2 separate regions of the Gossypium hirsutum genome follow, and region 2 is linked to region 1. The links are chromatin contacts, called in public Hi-C maps. All regions are on one chromosome and are shown on one strand. The core of a region is the stretch at or near the end of the contact, and the rest is flanking DNA. Distances in the headings are between cores, read along the strand shown. Region 1 has its middle 26 kb from the start of LOC121214167. Region 2 holds the start of LOC107921752 (proline-rich receptor-like protein kinase PERK2).

What was found. A called contact is a pair of places that touch in the nucleus more often than the background predicts.
Region 2: a Hi-C map of leaf shows a contact between it and region 1, with 2.1 times the contacts expected there. The contact joins the promoter of LOC107921752 here to the enhancer-like site in region 1. A contact is called at or near these places in 5 of 34 Hi-C or Micro-C datasets (anther, hypocotyl, leaf and 1 more).

Annotation. Positions count from the first base shown.
Region 1 is chrD01:48,086,244-48,091,039 of Gossypium_hirsutum_v2.1, forward strand. No RefSeq gene overlaps it. Among protein-coding and RNA genes, the nearest start is that of LOC121214167, 26 kb to the left of the region's middle. Within about 2 kb of position 2,573, at least 3 of the 9 cell types and tissues checked have an H3K27ac peak or open chromatin away from gene starts, as enhancers often do. A contact at or near this core is called in hypocotyl and leaf, where this site is marked.
Region 2 is chrD01:48,254,398-48,259,193 of Gossypium_hirsutum_v2.1, forward strand. It overlaps LOC107921752 (proline-rich receptor-like protein kinase PERK2), which reads right to left and starts at 2,630. Exons shown (of 1, transcript XM_016851568.2): 1 at 1,710-2,630. The coding sequence starts at 2,327. The coding sequence ends at 1,893.

The DNA of each region.
Region 1 (4,796 bases), core at 1,323-3,822:
TCAACTAGTCTATATCAGTTCATGGATCAATTAGTTCAACCCCATCTTCGGACCAGTACCACGACATCCTAAACCAACCAATTCGATAGGCCAGTCTGGCCCAATTTTGAAAACATTAGTTTTAATCGATGAAAGAACTTTTTTGAACCTGTTAGGTTGAGCAAGCAAGAGGTGAAGTTTAAAAATCAGGATTAATTTTCAATGTCTTTGCCCTAGGAAGGCGAATTTCAAGCATTGCTGGCATTGGTAAACATTATAAAGGAAAAAGAAAGAATAAAAAGGAAAACTAGAAAAAAAGGGTAAAATATGTCATAAGTCCCTGTACTATTCATAAATTTAGAATTTAGTCAATTTACTTTTAGTTTTAAGGAATTTAGTCAATATACTTTTCATATTTCAAAATTTAGATCCAACTGTTATCACTATTAAATTTATTTTATTAAATCAGATTCAGTACAATACCAATCTTTAGTTACACAGCTACTATGTGAGTATTGTTTTTATTTCAAAATGTCAAATAAACAAATTTAAAAAAATAAATTTTAGTAATGTTAACAATTAGACCTGTATTTTTTAAATATGAAAAGTAAAGAGATTAAACTCCAAATTATTAAAGAATATGGTGATTTATGACATATTTTTAAAAAAAATAGAGAGAGAGAGAGAGAGAGAGAGAGAGAGAGAGATTTCAAATTTTATATGTTAGTCACGGTCTATTATTGGTTGGAATTTTTTCTTATTAGATTTAACATTTTGGTGTAAAACGGTTAAAGGGAGAATAATTTAGGAAACACTTATGGCAAAAAAAGGGGATAAAACCATGACCAACTTGGTCGAGGGTTCAGTCATTGCCCATGAGAATTGAACACATTTCATGGTCAATCGTTTACCTCTTCAGAGAGCACATGCGATGAGATGATTAGCCATTGCTACCGACGGTGGATTTCCAATTTTCAATCAAAACAAAAAAGGAGGGAGGCTAGGTACCAACTTGGGAAAAGGATATAGTCCCATTTAGGGTTAAGCCTTTACAAAAAGTAAGTTGATAATTTCACTAATGGTTGGACTAATTGAGATACTAACTTGAGAAAAAAAGAATAAGTACCAAATAAAATATGAGAATAACTTATATTAGGATGATCCTAAAATATATAGTTTTTAGGTACCAATAAAATAATTTCACAATATCAACTTTTAAAGATATACAAATATTATTCTATACTCAATCACATACAATATCATCTCTAATTTAATTTTGCTTTAATTAAAATAATTAAAATTTAGGGAGAAAATGTTGAAACTAAATGCTGAAAAAACATAACAAAAAATAAATAAAATTTTAAAATGATTAAATCAATAATTAAAAATTAAAAAACGATAAAACCACAATCACAAATTTAAAAAAAAAACTAAAATCAACCATTAAAAATATAGAAAAAAATAAAAATTTGAAAAAATATAACCACCTTTTATCAAATTCTGAAATTTGATTAAAAATTAAAGAAATTGAAACTGAAATTGAAAAGTTACCTACCTTGAAATTAAAAGAATTAAAAAAATTGACCGCATACAAATAAAACACAATTTGAAAGCAAAGAAATAAAAGACGATTAAATTTAAAAAGAGAACTAAAATAATTTAAAAATTATAATAAAGAAAACATGTTTGTTAATTTATTAAAATTTTTAACTTGTTAAGTAATTTAATTAAAATTAAATTAAGTTAGAAAAGATATTAAATATGGATGATTGTATAATAAAACTGGTATATTTTTAAAAATTGATAATGCGACATTTTATTATTAATACTTAAAAGTTATATATTTTAAAATCATCCTAATTATATAATTTATTCTCATAAAACATATACATATATAATTTAAATTCTATAAGCATTTTCCAGAAACGAACCATATAATCATCTCCTATGTTTCTCCAATATTAACTTTCTTTTTTTAGTCTTGCTCATTACCATTCAACTTAGATTTGCTTAGAAAGTAATTATTTTCGAGTGAAATAAAAATATTCCACAGTCAGGTTAAGAACGTTATTTTATTATTTTTTATCTTTTAAATTAAATAAAAAAACATTTGAAAATATCCTAATTTGCTTATAAAATTTTTTATTATATTTATTTTTTTAGAATAAAATTTTCTTATATTGATAATGAATAAGATAATGGTTAAAAAAAAGTGATTATCTGAATAACGACAACTAACAATACGCATGCGATCCTAAAAATCCTGCTAAATTTCCTCATTTATGAGAGTTGATGCAAATACATTCATGTGAACATAGAAATCTTCAGACATTAAATTTATATTAATGATGTTATTACATTATTTTAGAGTAGACAAATCTAAGAAACTTTGACAAAATTAAGCTATTTTATTTTGCAAAAGTTTCAAAGACATCAAAATTGTATTACAACACAACTAAAATAAAAATAAAAAATTCACGTCTATATGCAGCACATGCACGTGAATCCAATAAAATAGACAGCCCCCAAACCAAATAAACGTCATCATATAATTATAAAAAAAATAAATAAATGCATTATTAGGTGGTTATGAAACATGTGGTGCTGTCCTCGTGTGCGTGGCTTCATTCTACAGCATACGATGGGGCCAATATATACGCCATACCAGAGTTATCAAGATTTAAGCAAACATAATACCCAAAAGAAAACAATTATTCCAAAATATTCATAAATCCAGTTTATTGAATCATATTTTAACCCTTCAACGGCTCCAATTACTACCCTTTCTCCATTTTATATGATATATTATTGTTATTGCTCTTGATAGTGGCGTTGATGCAAAGTTTGTTTGCTCCCATTGATGAATCAGTGACTCCAAGGGGGTAGGGGTTTGGTCCTTGGATAAAATGGTGAATTTATGTTTTGAGTCCCTCGTAAAAATCAGCAATTTAATTTATATTATTATCTCTGACTTAGCCCATGCATTGATGAATAAAGTAGTGGAGAAAGTGGGAATAGGAGAAGCGGGGGCAATTAAGCCGTGGCTCGGACGGGAATGAATAGAAGGCAACAAAAAGGTAATAAAGACATCAGAGAGGGAGAGATGGTAGATGTAGGGTGAACCACGGACATGAGTCGCACCAGGGACCATTCCAGGGATTAGACTTTTGAGAAATGAAAAAGTGCCCCAATCCTTCCTTTTGGCATACCAACCCATCACATTTCACATTTTTAATATCAATCTTTTGGGACGCATCTTCTCAAGTAACCCATGCCCTTGTCCTTTCTTTTTTGCACTCTTCTTTCTCTTTTTTCTTCCCCATCACCCTTTTCTGCTCAACTTGGTTCAAACGCACACAAACGGCTACATCTACTATCTTTGATAAAGCTAAGTGTGGGTCTCTTTTTTTTTGTGTGTGTGCTTTCAAACTCAAAGCTGGACCACTTTGATGAAACATGATTCATCGGTGGGGAAACACTTTTTTTTAGAATAGGTTCACAAAGTCAGCCAGTCCATGTGGTTGGAACACTAGTTTATGTCCACAACTGGATAAGATCCTTTTATTCCTTCATTCAAAACTACCTGGTAATGTGTTAAAGTTAAAGGAATTGCCATTTCAAGTTTAAAAAAAAAAAAGGTAATTGCATTAAAAGAGCTTACAAATTATTAACTATCAAGACACCACGTAAGGACGGTCAAAATTGAGCCCATGGACATGGGGCTGCAAAAATGGTTCAAGCTTATATTTGGGCCTAAGTTTTGGGCAATTGAAATTACTGTCTTACTCTTATTAGATGGCAATGGAGTGGGATGAAACAATTCCTATGACCAAATTTTTAGCACTCAGCTGTAGTACTTATTCCACCTTGAAATTTTACAAAAATGTTATACTATATTGATTTAAAAAACTGAATATAAATATATTCTAAAGTTTTATAGAATTAAGAAATTGTTATAAAAATATTTATAAAATTAAAATATAAGTTCTATGTTCTTATAAAATTAATAGTAAAAAAATTAATTTTAATTATAAAATTAAAATAAGTCATTTTAATAAATATATCGAGCCTAGACAAAAAAAGTTTCTCAATCTCCACCTTGAAATCTAATTTTGAGAAGAAAGAAAAAAACACCTACCCTTATGACATAGAAACAGGTTAAAACTCGACAGTTTCGTTTTCTTTTTCATTCCTATTCATTGCCTTACATTTCTCAAATTTGTGCCTTTCTTCGAACTTTTGTTTAATTTAATTATTTGATGCTAGTAATGTATAGGAGAGAAAATGGTTAAAAAAGGTCTAAATGGAAACCTTTTAGCATGAGGTCCAATTAACAATATGGTTCAAATAAAAGGACAAATGGCTGACCCACATTTTGAGATGTGGTAGTAGGCAGAATAATAGATGTAAATAGTGGCTTGATAGATTAGAGCAACCCAAAATTTGTGCAATTGGGGAAGCCTATGATGTATTTTTTCTTGACATTGCACAGATCCTTACATAAGAAAGCTTTATGGGCTGGGTCAATCAAATTTGGGTTATTTTTAGATTTGATCTCATTCAATCTATTTATTGAAACTGAATGGCTTATTGGGTAGGGCCATTAATCCCTTTTTTTCAAACTCGCAAAACAATAGTCTGTTCAATTTCTTCAAAAAAATTCAACAATCTCTTTCGCTTTTTCCAGAATCGGTGATAAAATTATAGAGAGGGGTTTGCATGCTCTCTTTTGATCATAAAAAAAATAGATTCTTTTTTTTTAACTATATAGCCTTTGATTCATTAAAAAAATTGAACCTACAAAGCAAAAAACTGTT
Region 2 (4,796 bases), core at 1,380-3,879, 170 kb after region 1:
TAATCACTTATTTGTTAATTTTTTAAAAAATAAAAAGCCTGACTAGCAAACTTGAAGCGACAATTCGACAATCATTATGGTGGATCAGTACCCATTGACGAGTAGAAAAATATATCTTATGTTTGGATCTTGGTTCAAGGATTTGTGATATTCAAAACTATTTTATGAAAGAAAAAAAACCAAATTGTAGAAGAGAAATGAGAATGAGAGCTTTCAATTGGTGCAAGTAATATAAACAAAGAAGACCATACAATAGCGATTTTAATAACCCAATGATTTAAATAAAAATTTTAAATAATTTAATAATTATTTTGTAATTTTTTATAATTGAGTAACTAAACGTAAATTTAGTAATAGTTTACTGACTTTAGGTGTAATTTAACCAAAAGAAAATCAAGAGCTATGCATAGCCTAGTATGGTACATGATGACGTGTAACGTAACAAATTTAGCGTACAAAAAGCGGGACCCGTAATTTGGTGTCGAAATCAACATTGATCTCTTTCTGATACATTTTCATCATCAAATCAATCATATGGTTATAATCTTGTCTTTTGCTTTACTTTTCTCTTTCACTTTTTCATTTTATTCTTTGAAATAGAAGTTTTCAGAAAATATAAATTTATGGTTTTTTATGAATAATATATCTAAAATTAAAGATATAGGTATTTACTCTTTTTTCTAAATCATAACTATTATATAAAAATGATATTTTAGTTTTTAAATAGTTTAATATTCATAAATTTATTCTTTTATCACAATTTCATTTTAATTTTAGTGTTTATATCTAAATACTTTCGAGTAGCTCAACTTTGAAGAATATCTATTCAATAGATTTTTAAAATTAGAAACTTTATTATACACGTATATTTGTGGAAAACATATATTTAGAATATGGATTTGTGTTTGAAAAACAATATAATAAATAATGAAATATATTATTCAAAACTAATTAATAATAACACATTAAATATTTACAATATTAAATAAAAGATTTAGATTAAAATATAAGTAAAATTAAATTTAAACACATAAATATATTAAATTAAGATTACTAAATAAATATAGTTATTTATTATAGATTATCGGACTAGATCTATTGATAATTTTTTATGTATACAAAATTAAATTAAATTATTCCCTCCAAAACAAATGAAATTTAAAAAAACCATCAAACAATACAAACTTCAAAGGTAAGTAAGGGTGGGTTTGAATTGCGATTGGGTGCGGTGCGGTGCGTTTAGCTTACTTTTTCTCTCACGTTACAGTATCACTATAGTATCTAATCTTACCACCACCGCTGTTTTTACACTAACCACAAGTAAACACACCGCTTATCCAAACTCACCCTAAATGCTTGATTTTGATAGTGAAAAATGGCTGCAAAATAGAATAGAAGTAGGAGTCCATGAAATAAGAGCAGTTGGCTACCACAGGCCTCATGTGTCCAACTAAACACCAACGTAAGAGCGTCGTCACCGCCCAACTAACACTGGGCCTAAATTGGTTCCTTTTTTTCCTCTTAATTTATTTCTGAACGGCAACCGCTGCCTGCTGGACTGCTTTGCTCGGAATCCCATCACCTATTCAAATCTCACTAATAATCTCGTTTCTCTTATAAAAAAACTATTAATCAACCAAACTTAAATATACTAAGTAAGAAGACGTTTATCGAACCAGAAAAATGAACAGCCATTCAAAATCAGGTAATTTATAGGTAAAGCTAATTTTCCGAACTTTTATCATTGAACAATATCATGAAACAGCAAGTTCAATAACTATTGTAGGTCCTAAAACTTTCTGTTTGGACAAAATTATATTCTTGTCCTAAGAAAAGGAATTTGTACTTACTATATCCAACTTGTTGTACAAGATCCTAGGACCTTACAAACTTTAAAAAGCGAACAGGAGAGATAATCCACAAACCAGACCCAATAACCCCACAGCGACATTCCGGTTTGCACCGCCGAAATTTTGGTCAATCGAGTACAAATTCCCTGGTGAACCGGGTATGTATATAAAGGATGGTGGACTAGGCGGTATTGGCGGTGGTGGACAGTATTGGGTTGGCGGCTTTTTTGGTGTAGGTGGAGGCAGTGCTGGGGGTGATGGTGGTGGAGGGCATGGTGGCGGCAGTGAGGGTGGTGGAGGACTTTGTATACATGATGGGGTACACTTGACGCCTTGACCACCTGGAACAGTGCTGTCATCAAGCCTCCTTGATTCCATCCCGTTGATGGGATATACAAAGATGGTGATGGCAAAGAAAATGGTTAGTGATGATAGAATTTGGTGAGGATTGATCCAACGGTGTGTTTTCATCGACATGCTGCCAAATCCTGCTGATGGAACTCCCAAAGCTTTTAGCTAAAATGAATGAAGAGGATCGATCTTTTTAATTTGTGGAAGATGTGGTGGAAATAAAGAAAAAGTTTGGAAGAACTAGCGGTGATGTTACGTAATTTGGTACATCAAAGACTTTGAAAGACTAAAAAGTGAAATTGATTTTGATGAAATTGGGCTCTACGAAAGAATGAGTTTTAGAGGGCTATCGAGACGTGTTTTTAAGGGCACTTTTCTGTTTTTTAATCTTTTTTGTTTTCCAGTAAAGGAGTCTCGTTGCCTTGTTTCACAAGGGAATCCCGTTGCATGTGGAAATTATGCATGATCCAAAAATGAAGGGACCCATTATATACACTTTCCCCGGTCATCATTAATTTCTAAATAGTGTATAAACCTATGTATTTCAATAATTAATTGGTATTTATTAATACGAAATCTTGCATAATTAATGTATATCATATCATATTTTTCTTTATTTTGTATTTAATTTATTAGCACGATATCATATTATAGCATGTCTTTTTTTTATTTGTGCATCTAATTTTTATTATAAATAGGCTATATAACTTAATGTAAATTAAGAAGTAATAATTATCTTTTACACATAAATTCATTTCTCTTTTTTTTCTTTAAGTTTTTGCAACAGTATTGTCTTTTTAAATAAGGATATATGATTGATTTGAGTTGTTGAAGGGAGTTTTAGTGAATTCAAGTTTAAATCACATATTTATTTTATATTTAAATCATAATGTCAGACAAACGAAAATGAAAGGTTTACTCAAATAGTGAAGGTGGTGAGTGCTCCTTTCATCAGCAAACAATGTACAAATTCCATGGGCAGATGATGGACTTTGTGGTCACTCACAGTCCCAATTCAAGGGTGGGAACCGGGGGAAGGGTTAATATCTTGGACTCTTGCGCACCGTTTTTGGTCACTACTTTATCTCAGGATTCTGTTCCTTTTTCTCTAATTATCACTTTCGTCCAACTTCTTCTCGTGTAATTAAAAGAAAAATTACATGTTTTTCCTCCTAATCTTCACAATTTCCCTTTCTACTTCATCTGTTGTGGCTTGTAATTTTCATCATTTTTGGTACTTCTTGGAGTTTCTTTTAGAAAAGTTTTCTATTGTTGGTAAAATATGAAGAATATGTTAAAGATAATGCCTGGGTTAAAGAGGTTTTGAGGTGTTGTCAGTAATGGCGCAATATGACATTTTACCGATAAAAGGCCCAACAGAAGAAAAGGAAACTGGGATAAAAGCAAGATATGATCATAAATGACTTAAATTTATAAGAGTGCATCGAAACCCCAAAAAAATGTTGGATCTTTAGTGACAAAAGGATGAACATCCCATCCAAATGAATGAAGCATAAAATCAACTACTTGAAATGCAAGATATTATAAAACCCATAGTAATTAATAAAAAAGGTTCATCATATAAAACTATTGGGTAAACTACTAAAGTAATCACTTTTGTTTGCTTTAGTTACATTTTAGTCACTTATGCTTGAAATGTTACATTTTAGTCACTTAGATTATCGATTTGTAACATTTAGTCACTGAGCTATTAATTGTCATTAATGGTGTAATGGTAAGCTGATGTGGCATGTTTAATCATCATCTCAAACAAAAATTTTAGGTTAAATTATACAATTGGACTCTATATTTTTTTCGCTTTGAGCAATTTAACTTTTTTTCTTTATTTTTTCCATTCTCTTATACTTCTCCCTCTGTTTTCTCCATTCTCTATTTCTTTTAACGTAGTATTTCTATGTTTTCCATTTCCTTTAACATAACTTTTTTATGCTTTTGAAACAAGAAAAGGCGGAAGTTGAAACCAAAATAAAACTTGCCTCGCACATTCTCACCATCATCATCCACTACCACTTTGACAATCCAATTTGGATCTTTCAATGTCCTAGTCCACAAGCTTACCTCACTCGAAGACCTCGCCAGTCTTGACTTATGGCGGTCCACCCTCACAAAGGTTTCTCGAGCCCATTCTTTCAACCTTCTAACTAACCCTATGACCACCTTATCTACCTTACCTACAACATTTTCACCCTCTCGAGTCTATGTTGTTCACGGATTCTTCAAACTAACTCAACACTCTGAATGACTAAAACAACCACTATATGAAACTTATCCGCAACTTTACCCAAACCGGTTTGGTTTAATGCTCCCTTTCTCTCTTCAGTTCATCCATGCTCAGGTTCCAATCAAGCTTGCTTGGGAAAGTCCAAGATGGTTTAGATCAATTTATCGTTTGCTTAATTTTATTCATCAGAAAAAAAAGAAAAAAAAAGGAATAATCTACAAAATCCTATCAAATTTTGGAAAATGAAAAAATTGTTTTGAATATAAAGAATTCAATTTATGTTTAGATTTGATTAAGGATATGTTTTTTTAGTATTGGTTAGTTTTATCTAGTTTTAGTTTCAAAATTAGGTT